2 separate regions of the Mus musculus genome follow, and region 1 is linked to region 2. A link is a contact called in public Hi-C data. All regions are on one chromosome and are shown on one strand. Each heading gives the region's core, a stretch centred on a gene start, on an enhancer-like site or on the middle of the called end of the contact. The rest is flanking DNA. Distances are from core to core; before and after follow the strand shown.

The links. Hi-C and Micro-C count contacts between places; a contact is called where the count stands out from the background.
Region 1: a contact with region 2 is called in a Hi-C map of embryonic fibroblasts, with 4 times the contacts expected there. The contact joins two enhancer-like sites. A contact is called at or near these places in 12 of 484 Hi-C or Micro-C datasets (ECoMG-derived neutrophils, the G1E-ER4 cell line, Th1 cells and 8 more) and 3 of 115 datasets of contacts at active chromatin or transcription factors (CD8 T cells, bone marrow-derived macrophages and heart atrium).

The regions. Positions count from the first base shown.
Region 1 is chr2:13,594,255-13,598,130 of GRCm38.p6, reverse strand. No RefSeq gene overlaps it. Among named protein-coding and RNA genes, the nearest start is that of Vim, 22 kb to the right of the region's middle. Within about 2 kb of position 2,195, at least 5 of the 459 cell types and tissues checked have an H3K27ac peak or open chromatin away from gene starts, as enhancers often do. A contact at or near this core is called in embryonic fibroblasts, where this site is marked.
Region 2 is chr2:13,405,258-13,409,006 of GRCm38.p6, reverse strand. The region is part of intron 27 of Cubn (cubilin (intrinsic factor-cobalamin receptor)); the gene reads left to right. Among named protein-coding and RNA genes, the nearest start is that of Cubn, 85 kb to the left of the region's middle. Within about 2 kb of position 1,601, at least 167 of the 459 cell types and tissues checked have an H3K27ac peak or open chromatin away from gene starts, as enhancers often do. A contact at or near this core is called in embryonic fibroblasts, where this site is marked.

The DNA.
Region 1 (3,876 bases), core at 946-3,445, 190 kb before region 2:
ATGAAGTAATTTGGCAGAATTGACAAATCCAGTAAATCACAGTTCTCACTTCAAAGGGAACAGGAGACTTCATTCTAAGCCAAAATGAGTGAGCAGGGCCTCAGTTGCCCAGAATGACGTGCTGCAAATGGACTTATTACACCAATATTTAGGAGAACAAAACCCCAAAGTCATAGGTAAAGACTTTGGTCGGTGGTGACCTTGGGTAGGGTGAGTAAAGTGGAGAGGACTCTGTTATATTTTTTACATAATGACCTTCCTAGCTTTGGGTCTAGTGGAAAAACTAGTGCTCTGCTAAGTTAGTACATTCTGAAGGTTTCTGTGTGATGGTCACCAAGATGTTAGGTGAGACTGGGAGGTGACCAATGAATGGTAATGAGGAGGACTACACATAGCCCAGGATGGTTCTAGATTTTTTAACGTTCCAAGTCACCAAAATCATGGAGGTCTAACCTGTTCATCAACTTTGTAGGGTCTTCGACATGAATGTGGCTTTTTATTCTGCAGCTTTCAGTTCACAGGGACATGTCTATCTTCTGAATGAGAAGTGTTGCTTCTTACTCATGTGTGTTTTGAAGTGTTAATTTCAACAAAGTCTGTTCTGAGTTCAGGAAGCAAATGGAAACTTCTGCTGCTGCTGCTGCTGCTGCTGCTGCTGCTGCTCTTCCTGGGGTGGCTGCTGCTCTTCCTGGGGTGGCTGCTGCTCTTCCTGGGGTGGTTGCTGCTCTTGCTAACTATTTTAGTAACTGAGTTTACAGCTGTATATCTGCAATAGATAACCATAGAAAATATTAATGGATATTTTTCACCTCAAGTCCCCAGGAAGGTTGAGTTATACCCATTGTATTTTAATCCCAATTCCCAGAAATTAACAATGGCCCTTAGAAAGGGCATGTGAGTTTTGTATGTGCCAGTAGATGTCAGTATTTCTTTGAACACTACAATGGTCTTGCCATTCTTTGTCATAAGGGCAAGTGTCATAGTGGTTTCTTAGATACTTTTTTTTTATTTAGAACCATCTTCTCAGACAAACATCTTCAATGGCATTAGAGAACCTGAAGAAATCCTTCTTATGGAGGGGTGTGTATGGTAAAGAGATAAGGATAGAACCCAGAACATTCTACTACTGAGCTACATCCCAGCCCTAAAGAACAAGTCTTTGTCCAATCTTCTCTCTCTCTCTCTCTCAATCTCTCTCTCCTCTCTCTCTCTCTCTCTCTCTCTCTCTCTCTCTCTCTCTCTCTCTCTCTCTCTCCCTCCCTCCTCTTTCTCTCTCTCTCCCTTCCTCTCTTTCTCCCTCCCTCCCCTTCCCTCCTTTCCTCCCTCTCCACTCCTCCCTCCCTCCCCCTCTCTCTGTCTCCTTGTTTTTTCTCCAGTCTTTTGCCTTTCTTTCTGCCTCATCTTTACACCGTTTCTGCCCCATCCCCTTCATTTTTTTATGTAAAAGATGATTTTCTCCTATGAAAATATTTTTATAAAGATGTTGGCAAAAGACATGGGTAACACTCTTTGGTGGATAAACCAGACTCCACTATCACAGGTTTTAACAACCCCACAGTGCTAAATGCCTATTAAAAGGAAGGGCTGTTTGAGGTGAATCACTAATCCACAGAGCATGAACTGGCAGCTTTGAGGAAATTCAGTTACCTGGGCTTCACTATGCTTTCTCCAAAGGCTGTATTTATTTTTTCAAATGGTGTTTTACATGCAATGTATTCTAGGTCCTGATTCAGAGCATTATTCGTTATTCAGTGTATAAGGAGGCTGAATCGGGTTCACCAAGGACTAGGATTTAAATTGGCATGCATTTGATTTAGATAGTGGTCTTTGATTTGTGTGGCTTTTTCATGGCTCTGCTGGCACTATTTCCACGAGTAACAATTTAATTCTTCCCCACTGAGTGCTTTTCCTTGTTTGCTTTCCAGAATGACTTTGCTCTCCCTGAGCCACCCCCTCCACCCACCCACCCACCCCCAACCTTTGCTTTATATTAAGCACATAAAATCATTTGACAGGTATCTGAAGAGACTCACTTCTCTGACGAGGGAGGTCATTAGAAGCTTCTAAATAAGGGAAACGTCCTGAGAGGGATTAAATAAGAGAAACATTTTCTGAGTCATTAGACACTAGATGGGTTCAAATACCAGAAAAACACACTGTAGCACTCCACTTGGCACTGGTAATGACTTAATGCTTCTCCAGACTTCTCTGACCCTGTGAGGAATGTTTCTGCACTTCTGAGGCCTGATTAGCAACACAAGGCAAAAGATGGTAGGACCCACGGAAGGCTGGAAGACTGAGGGCTACTCCCAAGGCCTAGTTTATAATTTAGAAAATATGAAGATTGATGGCAAGAGTTGTTATGCTCAAAATGTCTAGAAATTGGATAGTTTAATGTTCCCTCAGAGCTTCAACCCATTACAAGGTAGAGGGTTTTTATTATTATTATTATTATTATTATTATTATTATTACTACTATTATTATTAATTTCTGTTTTCCTTTTCATTAGGCTTCTACAGTCCACACTTTGGAAGTGGACTTATATCTCTATTTCCTGATTTGCTATCTGGATGGCCTTGTCAATATTGCTTAATTATTGCCATCTGTAAACCTCAGTTTTCCTATCTATGAAGTGGGGATTACAAATGCTTGACTGATTGAGGATTGTGTGGGTCATAGGGTAGCTTTTTTTCTATGCCCATTTTCAATTTCAGGAACTTCCTTTAGAGCATGAATGTATGGCCTGCCTTTGAATGGAGTTTCTTATTTGATACTGATCAAGCAGTATTTGCAGATTCTGGGGACAGACCAATGAACAAACAAAGGGGACTCCTGAACTCAGGCAATTACATTCTAGGGAGGCCACAAAAACTGTCAAGTGACCCAATACATAAGGTTGCAATAGCAGGTTGAAATGAGTGTGTTACAGCAAATGTCGTTTTGAGAAAAAGAAAGATGGAGCAAAGGGACAGATAGTAATGAGGTCAAGAACAGTTACTTGTATGAGGAAGCATTAAAAGAAAAAGATAATTTATCAATAATGGTTCAAGAAGAGGAAGCCTGTGAGGTTGAGAGGGACAGAGATCGACACAGACAGGTAGGACACAGGAGAGATGGGAGAACTAATAGTATTATATTTTACTTAAGTTAAAAATAACTTTAAAAGACAATGACGATTTTGAAACTTTGGGGTGTTGAGAAATGAAGAGAGAGGCCATCAGAAGAACTAAAAGATAAAGGATTTTTTCTTTCTGGAGGCACAGTCTGAAAAGTGAAAATAACTGAAAGACCTGGTGTCCAAGAATCTTCAGAAGATTTGGGCTTCCACACAGTTATTTCAGGAAATGGTTTCCATCACTGAGTCACCTTGGCAGAAGGTATTAGAACCCAGGACCTAGGGTTGTGACAGTTTAAGCCTTTTCCTGGACACTACCTGCTGGGTTCTGAACCTGAAAATCAGCTCAAGGGTGAGAACTCATCAAAGGGTAAGCAACTTCGTGTGACCAAATTGCTACCAGCCTTTTTTGCCTCTTCCACTCCTGCCTCTGCTTGTAGGAGTTAAGAAGCACTCTTGATGGCTGAGTATATTTCTTTCCTAAAGAAGTCAGGGTATATAACTGACATCCCCAGCTTCCTGTGAGTCAGTGGCTTTAAATGTCCTTCCAGCCCTGCAGTTATTATGATCATGGTGGCTCCCTGGATTCTAACAGTTAAGAGATAGCAGATGGCCCCAGCCTCAGGCTAGGAAACAACGTCTACTCTATGCCTGCCTTACCACCATCAGCTTTGGCCTGCAGACCTCAGCTGTCTACCTCCACTACTGCTTTAGTGGTGGCTTCTCAGGTCTTCTAAGGAAAATTAAAAATTCTATTTGT
Region 2 (3,749 bases), core at 352-2,851:
CAGAAAAACAATACTTTGGATTGTGGTTGTAGCTCAGTGGTGCCTACAGTAGGTGCCTAGCAGTGGTAAGATTCTAGGTTTGAACTCCAGAATCAAAAAAGAAAAAATTGAAAAGGGTTTAGTAAAGGGACAACCTGCTGGGGCCCAAGTCAGAAAACATGTTACACAAGGCTCTGCTCACTAAGACTCTGATTTCCAGTGATGCAAAGGAGCCCACCTAGCTTTTTGGTTGGTTAATTGTTTTTTTTTTTTTCTTTTTTCTTTTTTTTTTTTTAATAAAGACAGGGTGTCTCGACATAGCCCTGGCTGTCCTGGAACTCAGGCTAATCTCAGACTCATAGAGATCCACCTACCTCTGCCTCCTGAGTGCTAGGATTAAAGGTGTGTTCCACGGTGTCTAAATGCCAGCATACTTTAATCTCCAGGGCTAGAGAGATGGTTTAGCAAGTGAAAGCACTTGTGATGCAAGACTGGGAGTTTGTGTTTGATTCCTAGATACTGTGGTAAAGGGGAGAATTAATTCTTGAACATTATCCTCTGACTTCTAGATATGCACGTATACATACAGGACCCCATAACACATATATTAACCATTAACACATATAAACATACAATGGTACAAATTAAAAACAAACAAAACAAAACCAAACCTATCTCACTGGGCCAGTGAGAAGGCTCAGCAGATAAAAAGCACTTGCTGTGCATACCTGGTGAGCTGAGTTCAATCCCCAGAACCCACATGGTAGAAAGAGAAAACACATTGCTGGGAATTGTTTTCTGACTTCCACACACATGCATAACCTTGCATACCTTGCATACCTACACAAATATCATAATCAAACACACTAAGAATAACAGACAAACAGAACTGTTAATATCACAATAATTGGGCCTTCTCTGTCAGTTGCTAACATACTGCATGTGTCTTTAATTTTATATCATCTGCTTTTGGGGGGCCCTTAATATTGAGAGGGGCCTATGAATTGTTTCATATTGTAATTGAAATCTGAAGTTACTATGGTTTCTGTGTTTGTACCAGATTGTCAAACACACAGGATGTAACCAAGCAGCCCAGCATTTTAGGAAGTGTAGCCTGGACAATAAACTCCTTCCCTGTGTGTCCTGATAAGGGCTGAGATGTTTTTGTTAGGGTGAGGGTGAGGGACACTTGAATTACAAACATCACACATGAATTGTGTTCCTAAGAGTCAAACTGACTAGACTGAACACAAAAGGCCTTATGATACACAGTATCACATTTGAAATGATGGCCAACATGGCAAAGTGAGAATCATTTCAAGTATTTTATTTTTAAAAAGACCTGCAGTGACACAAACTAGAATTCATATTCAAGGTGATAAAATCTCATCTGTAGGTTCTTGTTTCTTTAAGAGCGTTCAGAACTTCTCGATGGTTCTGTGGAGTAGATCTCAGGCTTGCTGAAAGCAGAAGAAATCATAGTTTTACCAGATTCAAACCAGCAAGCTTTCTGGTCATGCCTATGAGTCACAGCTGGAATGTCCTGTGGTTAACATTCTGTCTTGAAAACAGAATCAAGACCAGCAAGCCACTGCTGGTTTCTATGGTGACTGGTAAGCCACCGCTGGTTTCTATGGTGACTGTTACTTTTTGCATGGTGAGTTTACTCGGGAATGAACTGTGGAGGTGCATTAGCCATCCGTGTGAGAAGTTAAACAAACAAAAAATGTGATTTAATTAAATATAAATGTTAAAAGCACATAAAACTGAAGGAGCTGGGTGGATGGTCCTCCCCCTCTCTAGTAGAAGTATTGGTGTGAAGTAATTAATTCGTTAATTTATTTCACATTGTATTTAAGTATTTTCAAATATGTCTACTTGGTGTTTATTGTAATGCATCATTCCATTCTTTCCAAAGGATAACAACATTTAGTTATCATTTATCAGTGTTTCCACAAACCCATCTTCCTTGTCTATCTACCTGGCCCAGTCCCACACACAATGTACCACCACTGGCTTCTGGCATTTAGGGGCTCTTCTTTAGTGTAGAAGATCCCATTAGAAGGAAGAAAATATACCATCTACATCATTTAAAATTCCACAGCTCTTAACCTTGTTGAGCTGGAGAGAAAAAGAATGCGCTATAATGTATTATAATATATAATGACCTGTGTAGAATCAACTATGGTCCCCAGCTCCCTGCTACCCACTGCGTACGACAATCCACCAGGTAGAGGGTGCTTATGGCCACAAAAATGTTTACCTTAAGTTTTGCAAGTTAAAGACCAAGTAATTTCAGCTTTGGTCACTAAATCACAACCCAAAGTTAGAATCTCTTGGGTTTAAAGACTGTAGGCTGAAAGACTTGCTTATTAAGTCAGTATGTGGTGACAGTATATTTATTTTTGTATTTAGTTTCAAAGTAGACTTCACGCAATAAAATTGATGAAAACCTTGAAACAGAGATAAACACTCTGCTGTTAGACAGTGATTCAGGAGCATTCCTAGTACAGCCTGGGAGCACTCACAGCACATTCTGGGAGTACTTACGGCATAGCCTGGCTTCATTTTGCACCTACCTCCAGCTTAAGAAGGTGATAGAACCCAAGACTCAAGGGAAGGGCTTTGGCTCTTGTCTCTTCTGATTTTCTTATTCTCTTCCTTCCTTCCTTCCTTCCTTCCGTCCTTCCTTCCTTCCTTCCTTCCTTCCGTCCTTCCTTCCTTCCTTCCGTCCTCCTCCCTCTCCCTCTCTCTCTCCCTCTATCTCTCTCTCTTTCTTTCTTTCCTCTTCTTTTTTCATTCTATTGCCTTTTCCTGGCTTCTGTCAGCACATAGTGTTATCAGACTTTTTATTACTGCAACAAAACACCATGTTCAAAAGCAACTCAAGATGGAAAGGGCCATTTTAAGTCTACAGTTCCACATCACAGTCCATCATTGAGGAAAATCAAGGGTGGAACCGGGAGGCAGGAACAGGAAGTCACAAAGGAATGTTGCTTATTGGCTTGCTTTCCATGGCTTTCTTGTCCTGCTTCCTAATAGTACCCAGGACCACTGGCCTAGGTGTTGCACTGCCCACTGTGAGCTGGCCCCTTCCCACATCACTCATTAATGAAGATAATGCTCCATGGGTTTACCCAGAAGCCAATCTGGTAAGGGCAGTTTTAGATTTAGAATCCATCTTCCCAATTGTCTCCAGGTTGTGTGAAGTTGAGGTTAAACTAGACAGTGCATGTAGTATGCTAGGAACCTGACAAGAAATACAGGTAGTTAAGCAAGAGTGTTTACAACACAAATACAGGTAGTTAAGCAAGAGTGTTTACAACACAAAACCAAGAGAGGTAAGGTAATAAACCTGGGAACGAACTCTATCATGATCCATTTATTTAAAAATCATGGATTTAGTACCAAACAGTGAACAGCTTATTGAACTCTGCTTCTCATTTTAAGCCTCTGATGATCACCCCACAGTAGGATGAACAACTGCTTGAGAATTTGATGAGGCAGGTCATCATTCAGAAATCTGAGATTTATTATGAGCTTGAACAAGACAACAACTAGGTTCCCACATTACAGGATGACCACAAAGTGATTCAAACCCTTTACTGCAGGAAATTATTAGACTGATACTTACAGTTGTATGATTCAAATTCTTATCTAACTATACAAAAGTAGTAAAACAGATTAAGTCTTTAAAGAATATCACATTCGTGGAAGATACCAAAATGTCCATTCACTGGATAGCTACTGGAATTCTTCCCTTAGAGTGT